Linked DNA regions of Zea mays: region 2 is linked to region 1. The links are chromatin contacts, called in public Hi-C maps. All regions are on one chromosome and are shown on one strand. Each heading gives the region's core, a stretch centred on a gene start, on an enhancer-like site or on the middle of the called end of the contact. The rest is flanking DNA. Distances are from core to core; before and after follow the strand shown.

Region 1 (2,700 bases), core at 60-2,559:
AAGCATAATCCAACTTTCATAAAAGCTTCAAAAAACCACCACTTCGTCTTTTTTAGGGAGTGTGATAAAGTTCTCCCCTTCTGCCCACACTATAGATACATCATGAAAATACCTACCCTTCATGGCGTCAATGTGCCCTTTCTTCACGATAGATTTTTCGAAGTTCACGTGGTTTGGTCTCTATAGCCGATCTTCGGCATCATCGTTACCACTATCAACATCGAAATCATATAACAGAGACTTATCAATATCACTAAAAAAGATTAGATCAGTGTACAGTTATCGATATATTTTCCTATCATTTAAAATTCCTTAAAATAATTTGTGCGATATTATAATGTTTATTCGACATCAGCTTATTTTATTTGAGCCAACATATTTATAATAATATTATATATTTATATCGTAAATATAATATTATTGTTACGATGATTTTTGTCCCACATATTTTATATATTATAATAATGTTTATTATTCTATATGTATGTTTTATAATAATTTTTAAATGCCGTAACAACACACGAGCACATATAAGTATAAGGTAGTGATATACTTGCGACTAGAGTTTGGTGTTCTCGTGTTAGGCCCCGTTGGTAGGGCTCTTCCTCTGCTAGCTAGCTTCAGCCCTGACTCTGACTCCTCTAAGAAAATAGCTCCCTCCTTATTTTCAGGAAGAGCTCTAAAAAGCACACTGTTTAGTTAGAAATATAGCTATTCTTGTAGCTTCTCGTAGCGTTGACAAAGAGATAAACATGAGAGATAAGCTAGTAGAAGCTTATTTTTCTGTCTAATGGCTCGTGCTTGTTTTTTGGAGGAGCTCCTCCCTCTTTCTAGAAAGAGTCCATCAAAGAGCCTCTCCTTTGGTAGATATTTCAAAGAACCTAGCCCTTCTACAACGACTTTTTGAAAAAATCTACCAAACGGGAGGCTCTTTTATGGGCTCTTCCTAGAAAATAGTGAGGAGCTCCTAAAAAACAGCAGAAGTCGGGAGCCAGAAAAATGAGTTTCTACGTGTTCTTTTCCCATATTTTCTCTTCGTCGATGCTACATTTTAGAAGAAATTACTGGAGGAGCTATATTTTCAATCAAACATGTGCTCTTTCTAGAGTTCTTGAAAATAAAGAGGAAGTTGTTTTCTTAGAGAAGCCAGAGCCGATGCTAAAAATAGTAGAGAAAGAGCCCTATCAAACGAGGTCTTATACTATCTTTTATTTTAAACTTCACTAAAAACAGTGCAATTTACCGTGCATTAATTTGCACCGGTATTTACACTGACTAGAGGAGATGGCCTTAGTGTACTGGAGTGTTCGAGGCTTCCCCTCCCCACTAGCCACAGTAGCACCTCAGCCCAGGTCCCCGTCGCCTCCGCTCAACTGCCGCCGCAGGGCCCGCTGCAGGCTTCCATGTGTGGTAGGGCCCGGTGTACCCTCAGCCCGGCCGAGGTTGCCAGGGCCTTCGGCTTCCCCACCACCTCCGCCAACGCGGGCGGCGGTGGAGACGGCCCCGCTGTGCCGACGCTCCATCTTAACCGGTAGGACAAACCTTTCTCGTACACGGTTCGTGTGCGTTCAGCTTTCACTGCCCTTGGCTGTGTGGGGCGCAGGTTCCGGCCGTCGTACAATGTGTTGCCTGGGGCGTACCTGCCTGTGGGCGCCATGCGGGCACTACCAGGTTGCGCCCACGGAGGAGGAGGTTCGGATGGGGAGGGGCCGGTGATCCAGTGCATGAAGTGGGGGCTGGTGCCCAGCTTCACCGGCAAGGCCGAGAAACCCGACTATTTCAGGATGGTGTGTGGATCTGCTGCTACGTTTCTATATTTGTAGTATCTATTCTTGTTCTTACACCTGAACATTAATTCATCAAAGCTTGGGCACATAGATATCAAACCATATACCTTAAATCGTTTGCAGTGGGATTATGTTACCGGAAGAATTCTAGCTTGGCATTCTAATGTATTTTTCTTCTTGATTTTAATATTAGCGTTGTGCTGCTAGTAATTGGTTGGGTAGGTTCTGTAATTTTGGAAGAGCATTGCAACCATGAATCGACTTGTCCCTATGAATTGACATACCCCTTTTTAGTTTCCTCTGCTTTAACGAATATTTTGATCTCTCTTTTTCCCCCACAAATGTTCACTTGATTGAATGCAGGCCTCTTGGCTATTGACTGCCGGCAAGTAAATACTGGGAAACAATGTGATATGTGACTATTTGATTTTGACCTATACTGATCAGTCTCTGTATAGGTGACCGCATCGTCTTTGCAGCTGCAATGTTGCTGTTGTGTAAGCAATTAAGAGATTTTAACGCTTGGGATGCAAAATGCTGGCGATGGTGGTAGATTTGGGATGAAGATGTCTAGGAAAAAGTATCCATGCAAGTTCGGTTAGAACTTAGAAAACAAAAGAGAACAATATGGCCAAAAGTTAAAAATAAAAATGTGGAAGCAGCAAATAGTCGATTGCTGGTTGCAGTATGCAGACAAAAAAATAAAAATGACAAACAAAATGTAGAAGACATGATTCATGTCGAATCATATGTCCACATTTGTAATATCTGTGTGACTGAGATGTGTTAGGCTAACTCCAACAACAATATGCAAAAATGGAAACTGTTGCAGTGTCCAACCGGGTACCCAAAAAAGATATTCAACCGGGTTTCAGGAGATGGTCATCCATATTTGGATATTCTCCCACGTCGC
Region 2 (2,700 bases), core at 138-2,637, 780 kb before region 1:
AAGAACGTGGTTTCACCGGCTCATTTTTCTTGATCTCCACTGATTCAACTGGCTCAGACTTTTTGATCTCCAGCGTGGACGGCAATTGCTTGGTCTGTACTGCCTGCACTGTCTCACATTCCTTGATTTCCGGCAGTACCACAGGCTCAAATTTCTTGATCTGCACGGATTTCTTGATCTCAATTGCATGCAGTGGCTCAAATTTCTTGATCTCCGGTTTCTTGGCTTCTTCCATTAGTTCCGATGGCTCCAATTTCTTGATCTCCATTGTTTGCATTGCCTGACAATTCCTGGTCTCCAATAATTGCACTGGCTCAAATTTCTTCATCTCTACTGACACTGGGTCACACTCCAATCTCTTCTCCTCAACACCATCGCTGACCTCATCAATGGCTGACAAAATTAAGTCCTGCCCCTGAATGCCGCTCTCTCCTTCTGCTTCCATTTTTTGCACAAATAATGTATCTCTGGGGGAGCAACACTGCTCAGCCAAAGGATCAGAGCCTTTCATATCCTCGGAAATCACAACTTTTTCGTCAATTTTGTCCTTCAAATCACCAAAACTCTCAAAATCCAAGATGCTTCTGTCAGAAATGTAATCTATTACTGGGAGCGCAAATGCAGGCTCACCAATTAACAACAAGCTCTGCTCCTCCTCAGACACAAAGCAAGAAGCTGTAACACCCATGATCTCCTCGACGCGGAGAAGGGAGGCAGCGTCGGTGGGACCAAGGACGAAGGAGCACAGCTGCGCGACAAGCCCCGCTGGAGCACCGTCGGGCCGGAGCTCGGCGCAGAGTGCTGCGACGGCAATGCCGCAGGTCCTACCGAGGGACTTGACCCCGGACCAGTCGGCGCCGCCGACGTACGGCCCGACGGTGACGAACACAGCGAGGAGGAGCGACGTGGAGACGAGGAGCGGACAGAAGAAGGCCGCCAGGGTGAGGAGGCCGCGCGCGAAGAAGAGGAGGTAGACGGTGTGGAGCGGGTGGGAGGCGAGGAACAGCGCGACGCCTAACGCGTCGTGGAGGAGGCACAGGGACACGGCCACCGCCACCGGCATGGCGTCACGCTTGCTTTCGCCGCCGCCGCTGTCGGCGGAGATGCACAGCTGAACCTGCTCCGCGGCCATTGTCGCCTTCCTCAGCAACACCTTGCTCCTTCCTGTGCTCTTCTAGATCGCTTGTTGTCGGCGGCGGCGTCTGTTTCTGCTGGGTTTGTTCGCTAGCTAACTAGCTGCGCGCACGCGCGCGTGAAGCGGCATGGCGTGCTGTGATCTACCCGCGGTGGGATTTGTCATGGAGCGAGATGCTGGGGAGAGTCCGGGAAGAAGGCGCTTTGGTTACAGGAGAGAGACGAGAGACGGTAAATAAAGCAAAGAACACGCCCATGGGTGATGGGACTCTAACATATATGATACCTAGCATGTACCTCGTTCTAACGCTACGATTCTAAAGATGGAGGGTCAACAGCGACGGTAGCCTAAGAGGAGAGGTTAACGGTTGTGACGACGGCGACGACACGAGTGGGTAGGAGGGGTGGTGGGGACCGGGAGATGGAGCAGGAGGGAGAGGGAGACAAATGAATGATGAAGTATGATTCAAATATATTTTTCATTGATTTGAGTAAGTAAGAGAAAGGATGTTATCCAGCGATTTGAACCATTGATTTTAATAATGTGTTAAGCCTGGGTGCAATTTGTTTGGTAGATTTTAGTGGAGGTTATGGGTGTGAGTGATTTGGTTGGGTGAGTTTTGTAAAGTTTAAAGTGGTGGATTATATAGTGGTATAGATACACATCTGATAACTCCAACATCACTTAATCATTGTGAACTAGCTGTTGTCGACCGTTCAAGCTACGGCTGTCGACCGTTGAAGCTTAAGTGTGACATCGGACATGTCCAATCAGTGTTACCAGTTTGGTTGCATTGGTAATCTCTCAGAGTACCATATCCAGTGTGGGATCTGGTGTGCCATCCGACACGTTCAATATGTTGTAATCTCCCGCATACACGTTGTAGAGTTTATTAGGTGCCATGTCTTATGTGGCGTCTGGTGCACATGTACGATACACACCTATGTGTCTAGTGTACTAAGTTCTTCAACCCATTCTTCAGTATATGCATTGCTCCTATCTGATGCAACATTCGGTCCACCACTAGACACATCTGATGCTCTCTACAGTATGTATTCTTCGCATCTTCATTTTTCTTCACTTGGGCTTCTTTCTCTTGTGCCTTGAACTCTTGCATGATTTTGATAAGTCTTCAATGAGTCATATAATGCCTTGCTTTGAGATGTTGATCTTCTTAATCACCCATTACCTTTTTGGCTTCGTCCAAGTCCATGCTGCATTTTTAAATTATATTCATAACCAGTAGCAAATGATTACTATCGGGTACCCAGAAAAGGGGTACCCGAAATAAGGCATATAATCTCCTGGCCGACCAAGTTCACGCCGAGCAAGTCTGCGAGACGGGACGACCGACCAATTCTCCTCCAAGCAAGTCTGTGAGGCGCGACGACCGACCAAGTCCTCGCCGAGCAGGTCTGCGAGGCAGGGCGACCGACCAAGTCCCTACCGAGCAGGTCTGTGAGGCGGGGTGACCAACCAAGGTCCCCACTGAGCGAGGTCACCGACGAGGTCCATGAGGTGGGGCGACCGACCAAGGTCCCCACCAAGCAAGTCTGCGAGACAAA

What was found. Hi-C and Micro-C count contacts between places; a contact is called where the count stands out from the background.
Region 2: a contact with region 1 is called in a Hi-C map of ear, with 4 times the contacts expected there. The contact joins the promoter of LOC103646931 here to the promoter of LOC100277594 in region 1. A contact is called at or near these places in 2 of 25 Hi-C or Micro-C datasets (ear and tassel).

What each region holds. Positions count from the first base shown.
Region 1 is chr2:124,789,270-124,791,969 of Zm-B73-REFERENCE-NAM-5.0, reverse strand. LOC100277594 reads left to right here and starts at 1,309. Exons shown (of 8, transcript NM_001151111.2): 1 at 1,309-1,531; 2 at 1,604-1,787. The coding sequence starts at 1,404.
Region 2 is chr2:125,574,219-125,576,918 of Zm-B73-REFERENCE-NAM-5.0, reverse strand. LOC103646931 reads right to left here and starts at 1,387. Exons shown (of 1, transcript XM_008671539.3): 1 at 1-1,387. The coding sequence starts at 1,132.